Linked DNA regions of Rattus norvegicus: all the other regions are linked to region 3. The links are chromatin contacts, called in public Hi-C maps. All regions are on one chromosome and are shown on one strand. Each heading gives the region's core, a stretch centred on a gene start, on an enhancer-like site or on the middle of the called end of the contact. The rest is flanking DNA. Distances are from core to core; before and after follow the strand shown.

What was found. Hi-C and Micro-C count contacts between places; a contact is called where the count stands out from the background.
Region 1: a contact with region 3 is called in a Hi-C map of Schwann cells, with 6 times the contacts expected there. The contact joins two enhancer-like sites. A contact is called at or near these places in 3 of 12 Hi-C or Micro-C datasets (Schwann cells, liver and mammary epithelial cells).
Region 2: a contact with region 3 is called in a Hi-C map of Schwann cells, with 3 times the contacts expected there. The contact joins the promoter of Itgb8 here to the enhancer-like site in region 3. A contact is called at or near these places in 1 of 12 Hi-C or Micro-C datasets (Schwann cells) and 1 of 1 datasets of contacts at active chromatin or transcription factors (oligodendrocytes).

The regions. Positions count from the first base shown.
Region 1 is chr6:146,277,774-146,280,473 of GRCr8, forward strand. Itgb8 (integrin subunit beta 8) reads right to left here. Exons shown (of 14, transcript NM_001401817.1): 10 at 2,624-2,700; 11 at 24-249. Among named protein-coding and RNA genes, the nearest start is that of Itgb8, 72 kb to the right of the region's middle. Within about 2 kb of position 1,403, at least 2 of the 93 cell types and tissues checked have an H3K27ac peak or open chromatin away from gene starts, as enhancers often do. A contact at or near this core is called in Schwann cells, where this site is marked.
Region 2 is chr6:146,349,906-146,352,605 of GRCr8, forward strand. Itgb8 (integrin subunit beta 8) reads right to left here and starts at 1,340. Exons shown (of 14, transcript NM_001401817.1): 1 at 196-1,340. The coding sequence starts at 322.
Region 3 is chr6:146,095,443-146,098,142 of GRCr8, forward strand. No RefSeq gene overlaps it. Among named protein-coding and RNA genes, the nearest start is that of Abcb5, 21 kb to the left of the region's middle. Within about 2 kb of position 1,384, at least 2 of the 93 cell types and tissues checked have an H3K27ac peak or open chromatin away from gene starts, as enhancers often do. A contact at or near this core is called in Schwann cells, where this site is marked.

The DNA of each region.
Region 1 (2,700 bases), core at 153-2,652, 180 kb after region 3:
CTCATTTGGAGACAGAATCATACCAGTTTTCACTGCAGGAGAGATGGCAGGTTGGGCAGTGCTCACAGAGGCGGCCGATGCTTCTAGGATCCGTGCACTCACACCTGCCACAAACGCAGGTGCCTCTCCCGCTGCAAACTTGGCCCTTGGAGTTGACACAGTGCTGTGCTGAGGCTGATGGACACTGACACCGATCCCCTTCCCAGCCGTTAAAGCACTGGCATCTGCCACCTTCGCACTCCCCATGTCCTGGAACAGAGAAACACCGGAATCAGGGTCACCAGACCTATGAAGTTGGTAAGGTCTCTCCCATTTGCATGAAACATGCATCAAACGTCTAGTGAGTGAAAACAGCATCAGTTTCTGCTTGTTTTGAGAAAGCAATGCCAAAATTAAGAAGTGTTTTGATCACTCTTCTATTGTAGGTAGATTTCTCCAACTAATATGTTATGCTAACATGCACGAAGAAAGCCCCTACTTTAGTGGCTGCCCAACTGCTTAAATGCCATTATGCTTTCAAGTTTTAAGTTAGAAACAGATAAATATAATGAAGCCATAAGGGCTGACTTGAAATCAGCAAAGTAAGAGCCTTTGGTCAATGGTTGCCACAGTCTTGCCTCTTTACTGTTGCTAGGGGCCCAAGAAAACTTTGCATGGTGATAGGGCAACCATTCTAGCACTTCTCTGTATTTTGGTTAAAGATAGGCCTTGTGAGAAGCAGAAACAATCCCCCTTATCCTTAGAACATCATCTATGCAGGAGGTTAGCAGGGCAGGCTTCATCTGTTCTCTGTAGGTCGAACAGAGGAAAAGACAAAGGCACGTGTGCATGTGTGCGGAGCATTTATGCAGACTAACTTGAGAAAAATCTTGGCTAACACACCATTAAATAAATGGATTTTAGACTATAAGAAGTGTCCAAAATTTAATATGGCCATGTGATGTAGAAGTCTTCAAAAGGAGGTACACTGTATGTTTCATATATTTTCAAGCTTATTTGACTACAGACTGAACACCCTTTCTTTTCTTCCTTTACTCTTTTTCACTCTCTTTATCTTCTGGTATCTTTCCCTCTCCCACCCCTACTCCCTCTCCCACTCTCCCTCTTCCTTCTCTTATTGCTATACCTAACAGGTTAATTGTCCCATAGAGCTTACTGCTGGATCAGCTCAATTTGCTAAGTGTAAAACTAATGAGGTCCAGGCAAACAAATGTCGAACACATTCCATTTCCTGATGCAGCTAGCATGCTGAATCCTAGCCAGCTGACCTGTGAACATGAGTTTTCATTACCAAGGGAAAGTAGTAGGGGAAAAAATGCATGTCAGCCTTGTAGCTTGGACTCACACAAGCAATTCAAAGTACATTCTCAGTTGCCTCTGTGTGCCTGTGAAGTGTGTGGTCACAATCATGTAGACAGGGTCAATGCATTGAGATTATGCAGCAGAACTTCAGATTCTCAGTGTATGTGTCAGACAGTTCTACTGACTGATGCCAGAAACGTCACTTTCTTCTTCCTTGTAAAATATTTATTTCCCCTATAAAATATAATAGACAACTGTGGGTTTATTCCTTCCTATTCACAATGCTAGTTATAACTGAATAAATGTCTAGAATAAAGAGCATTGTGTGTGTAAGAGAATTAAAAGATGACTTGTAATAATGCTTTTCTGTAACTTAAAACAAGCTTTCTACCTACTAATGAATAAAGAGTTAAGTTTTATAGGTTTTGATTTCCATATAGTTGTAACAATGAAATATTTTTATTTCCCAATAATTTAACACATATTTCCTTACTAACATGCACATACAAAAAAGAGAGATCTTTATGATAAATAAACTTACCCTTTTGTGGAGAAGCAATCAAGGAATTCAAATGACAGGTAGTTTAATTTATTTTAAAGTTTCACTTTGTTTTAATTTTCAAGTGCTACATAGTTTTTTCTGGACTGTAGCCAGTAGGTGGCAGTGAATTGAATTAGTCAAAAGTAATCTTGATATTTTTATCTTATCCTATTTCACTGCAAAATCTGGTCTGTGCATGGCCAGAAGGACAAAACTTCTGGATTATTTAACAATCCAGTTCTCTCTGAAGAATGCAGTCCTTTGTCCATTCTGTGACTGGTGGTTTTCCAAAAATAAATTGGTGAGGTTCGAATGACTTCGAACTTACAATTCTATCTACAATGGTGCTTTAAGAATTTCCCAGTGTGAGGAATTACATTTTTATAGCTCACTTCCCCTCATCCTGACAGAAATAAAGCCCTCCGCAATCAGGAGGCAGACCACTTGCTGGAATGAATCAGACCCTTATAGAATACCCGCCCTTCTTCTAGAAAACCTCGTCGTCGGCCATCACAAGAAACTTCCTTTTCTTGTGTAAATCTTTCCAAGATCAAGTGATACATGAGATTCATTCTAGGTTTTGATTTTTTAAAAATAGTAACTGTATTCAAGCTAAAAATATAGACATGATCTTGCCATGACCTAATTTCACAGACTATGAAACTTTGAACTTTGATTTTGGGTTAAGTGGCAGTATGTCATCATCTCAGATTTAAAGATAACACTAAACTATATGCCAATATCATGATGAATTCCAACTGCCTGTGTATATCAACTCACCAGAACACACATCTCCATGGAGATAGGGACAAGAGAAGTCATCCTTCTCACAGTATTGGCCATACACTCTTCCAAGC
Region 2 (2,700 bases), core at 90-2,589, 250 kb after region 3:
ATGCCCGATAAAGCTTTTTTTTTTTTTTTTTTTTTTTTTTTTGGAGAGCTTTATTACACACCTGCCCTCCTGAAATCTCAGGACTGACCAGGACTGACATCTACCACTTACCTGTCTGGGATGCCCAGGCCATAAGCTCTTAATACCAGCCCAAGACTTTGGGAAAAGGGAAGAAAACAAAGCAAAATAACTTACCACTTTGGCCCAATCCGAGAACAAGTGAAAATACCCAGGCCGCCCCAAGAACCAACGCTGGACCTCGCTGGCAGTTGTGCAGGCAGAGCAGTGCAGCAGTCAGAAAAGCCAGGGCCGACCCACACATACTGCAAAGCAGCCTGCCCCGTGCACGCTGCCTAGTTGCTTTCCTGATGCGCTCTCGCGCCTTGGGAGCGCACCTTGAGGCTCGTGGGCCGAGAATCCCTAGGAACTTTTCAACAGGCCGGGTTGATCGACCCAGTCGCTCTGAGTAGGCGATACAGGTATGCGGGCCAGGGCAGCTCTCTGCATCTCAGGGCCCCTGAGGCCCTCCCAGCTTTGCACAGCCGGGGCTTGCAGTCTCAACCAAAAGCACCTCCTAAGACAGCCGATGGCCCGCGGGGGCGAAGCAAGTACGGGCTGCACAGTCCGCTCCCAGACAAAGAAAAAAGCTTTTGTTTCTCCCCAGCCGATGGGGCTCTGCTGCATAAATCAGCTTAGCGAAGAGCCAAACACAATCAAACCCAAACAAAGCCTGAGGCTGGGGGGAAAACCACCCTAATGTAATTCACAGGGTGATGCTGCATTAGTGGGAGGGGATCGCTAGAAGGCCAAGGGGGTGGGGGAGTTGCTGGCGAGTCAGTCGGTGCTAGCTTCTTCCACAGGTGGGCAGGGAGGCCAACTCCACTTAGTCTCAGCTAGCCGAGGTCGAGGCGGCAACGTCCCGATTGGCGGGAGAGGAGACACGGGTGCCAGCAGCTTGGGGGAGCGGCTCCGCGAACCCCCTAGAAGCTCCCGTCTGCACCCGCAGGCAAAGAACAGGGCATCCCAGTTGCCTACTGAGCTGGAAGGGGACGTTCCACGCACCTCGCTGGGAGGGAGTTGCGTACCCTTGTTCTTTCTCGGACTCTGTCGGCTCAGGCGTCTGGCCACCCAGAACCCTGGCAGCTGATGCGTTCTGGGCTGTACCCGGAGAGGATGAGAGGGAAGCGAGGCAGCGATGGGCAGGGATGGGGTGCTCTAGTTCTGTGGCCCCCCGTGAGGGCTCCCAGCTTTCGGGTGTCTGGGCGCGCTCCGAGCTGAGAGTTGCTAGGAAACCTCCCCACGCTACAGTGCTCCTTGCTTGGGTCGCCAGCAAGCGCAGTGGCGGCCCAGGGCAGCAGCAGCAGCAGCAACAGCAGCAGCAGCAGAAGCAGCAAACAGCTCCAGCTCGGAGTAGCGTGGGCGGGACATTGGTGAGGCATGAAGTCACTGCGGCCCACACTCGCTCTTTGTTTTGCTCACTCCAGCTCTTTTTCTCCCCCCTCGAATCTGATAGTTGCCATTCCCATCGTTCTCAAGAATTCCTTGTGCGTAGTGGCGCAACAGGAATCGCATGCTGAGTTCTCTTTTCCCTCACCCCCACCCCCCACCCTATGAGCTCCAACGTTCGCATAACGGTATAGGTGGAAAACTTCGCTCAGATAGAGTGGCAGCTTGAACCCCAACATTTCATCCTCATGCTGCGTTCTTCTTTGTTCAGGAATCCTCATTGGCCCGCAGCTGCTGCATACAAAGTGGATTTTGGGGGCCTCTCCCCTCCCCCAACACTGCTCTTGGAGTATGCACTGCCCACTTTCCTAGCAGCCTTAAGACCTTGCCCCTGTGTCGGAACCCAATTCTGTCTGGGGTCTCCCCAGCCCTTGGAGATTTTGACAAGATGCATTCTACTGTCAGATATATTTCGTTGTTCCTTTTGTAGACCCTCAGCCCTGAAAGAGACAGCCTATCTTTTTCCCAGGGTCTGTTTGTGGTTCTTTGGGCTTTTGTTGGTTACAATGGATCTTTTGACCTTAAATGCCACCTTCTCGGTAAATGGAAACAAGAAGTTACAGATGGCAGCAGAAGAGTGAATGAGTACAAGCTTGTAATTCAGTTTTGCAGTTTTGCGTGAGGCTAAAGTGTTGCTAAACTGGACAGCCAAGGAAGTAGTGCTACCTCTCCAGGTCTTTTCACTGCCCTTGATAACGTAAGGAGAAGGAAGGAACACAGTTCTCTAGGTTTGGGAAAGAACTCTTTCCAACTTGATACCAGGAGGCTTCAAATAGTTTCCCCTGGAGCAGAAGTACTTTCCGTGTCTTGATGTTTGACTTTTTATTAGTGGCTTACACAGGCATCAGACCAGTCCAGCCAGGTCAAGGTGAACTATAGGGGATTTTTTTTTCCTTTTTACTTAATTGTTTCCGGCTTCTTATCTGGAGTAAAGAAAACAAGTAGGAGGTCCCACCAACTCCCTTCTTTAAAATATTCTTTCTGTTTTCTAATTGTTGACAGTAAATGGAAAGTACCTGGTTAGTAAACCACAACATCAAAAACTCCCCTTTCTTCAGGTGTGGACTGTACATTGGGCTAACAAAGCCAGGAACCTAGTTAGAAAAGTGCCCTAGATCTGTTAAAGAGGACCATTTGCTAAGCTAATTTCTAAGGTCCAAACTTCAATGACTGATGTCAGCCAACACAGTTCTA
Region 3 (2,700 bases), core at 134-2,633:
TTTACATTTCAAATGTTATTCTCTTTCCCGGTTACCCCTCTTACATTCCCCCTCCTCCCGCTTCTATGAGGATGTTCCCTCTACCATGCACCCACTCCCACCTCACCATCCTGGCATTCCCCTACACTGGGGAATCGAGCCTTCACAGGACCAATGGCTTCTCCTCCCATTGATGCTAGATAAGACCATCCTCTGTTACATATGTGGCTGGAGCCATGGGTCCCTCCAGGTGTACTTTTTGGTTGGTGGTTTAGTCCCTGGGAGCTCTGGGGGGATCTGGTTGGTTAATATTGTTGTTCTTCCTATGGGGTTGGAAATCCCTTCAGCTCCTTCAGTCCTTTCTTTAACTCCTCACTGGGGTGCCCATGCTCAATTCGATGGTTAGCTGCAAGTATCCTCATCTTACAGAAATAACTGTCGCTCTTCTCATCTTAATACTCCTCCTTCCACATTTTGAGTTCTAGGGATTAGAATTCCTGTCTCATTTTCAGACATTTTAAGTAGTATTTGCAAATTCATTATTTTGTAGCAGTAAGTAAAACCAGGAGACATGAGGTAATTTAATTAGTATTAAAATTATTTTGTGACAATTCCAACTTTAAAAACCAAGAATTTGGTTTTTTAAAATGTCAGATTGGAAAGAAGAGGGCTTAACCCTAGTAAAGTATAGAGCAGTAATAATAGTTGTCTATCATTTATTGACTGTCTGCTCCAGATCAGGACTTTATTATGTAGGATTCTATTACACCTACCCCTACCCCTCAGTGTCTTGGGAAGATGTCTGTCATCCTTGTTTGGGATGAGGAAATTGAGCCCCAGAGATGTCAAGCTGTCACAACAACCACATGGCTTCAGTGGGAAAAGTTGACATTTGATCCCATGTCCCTCAGATGCCACAGTCTACCAGCTTTGCTTTGTGCACACAGTCATTCTCACACTGAGCTTTGAAGCAAGTTTGTCTTTTGCCTATCATAGTTCCCATCTCAAGTTTCTTCCTCAATTACATATTTTATATCCAAAATAAATATTTTTTTCACATTAACCTCTATCTGTACAGGAAGCAGAAAGTTAAAAAAGTTGCATAATTGTCACAAAAACTTCTGGTGATCTTCCACAGGAAAAGGAAGTTGTGGTTTGTAAGAAGCAGTCAGGGAAACTTCAGCATGTCTTTGGGCCATTGGTTTACAGGAGAGGGAAAAAGCAACCAGGCAAAGCAGAACATGTAAATCTGTGTTTGAAGTCATTTCATAAGCATTCATGATTAATGGGGATAATTTGGCTCCATAAAATATCTGCAATATTTTTTTATTCATCTCTCACTGCCTTCATCTGAAGATGTTATGCAGCATTCTGACCACCAGATATCACTGTTGCATATAAAATAGAGTTGTGCCTTCTACGGACAAACTGTCAGCGCAGTCTTGACATTGTCCCTGATGTTTATCCTTTTGCTAAATGGCATTCAAGATCTAAAACACATGTTTTCTGCCCACAGGGAACTTGTGTTTGGCCCCAAAGAAGCAAGCTGAACTGATGTAAATAATTACAGAACATCACAGACTCATACATTCATTACAACTGATTGTGGATACTTAAGGAATAGGAAACGAGTTCTGAAGTCACAGGGAGAAATGCATGGAAACTGAATGGAAACTATGGAAATCCACAGAGTGGGACATAGGTGAGGTTCTAATGGAGGAGTAGGAATAGGGTAGGAGTACTAGACTAAAGATAAAGTTGGACAAGGGAAATTGATCAAAAAAATGGGAGTGGAAAGACAGATTACATTGGATCACAAAAAAACAGAGGCCTTAAACTCATTTTCTATTGACCCTATTTCTAAAATGAAGTGATGTGATTGAGGTTACATTTTTAAGAAGATTGACTCTACATAGCCAAGTGGAAGACTCTAGGGAGGGGCTCTAAGGAACACAAGCATTGCTAAGGAGGTAAGAGAACATCAACTATAGTCTCAAAGAAGTGTGGTGTGGCAGGAGGTGTGGAAGGACAAACCAAGCAACTACTGACTGCTTGCTTTCTTTCGATTATGCATTCTGCAACGGATAGATGGAGTTTACAACTCTACAGCCTGATAACTTGTATGGCTCTTGATGCTTTTCAGGATAAGGTCCCTCTGGGTCACCTGAACCACACACCATCCTGTGAACTTGGTCCTTCTTTAAGTCCCTTGACCTTCCTGTCTTTTTTCATTTCTTCTTCTTATGTTCACCCTTTAACTTCAGTTCAGTTGTCACCCCACAAATGCCTTCCCATTGTACCTGCCAGCCTCTTAGTAATATGACATATACGGAGTGTTTCATAAAGTCTGTTCCAATATAATATACACTTTATAATATGCACTATTAGTTTTTTGTCCCTATAATGTAATATCTAAAGAGTAATTTTTTAACAGAGAAAAGAGGTTTATTTAGTTCTTACAGCTTTGGAGGCTCAAGAACAAGGTGCTGGCATTGGGACCTTCAGATGTATCACATCACGAAGGGTAGAAATGATAAGGACACATGTATGAGGAAGTGATCATACCTCAGATAGTAAGTGAGAGGAACAAGTGAGGCATGACTTAGGCTTTTATAATAATCCTTATTCCAGAGAAAGTAGCACTCCCAGTTCATCTAAAGACCTTGGTATTAATCCTCAGTGTTACCTCTTTTTTTTCTCCTCCATCTTTATTAAATTGGG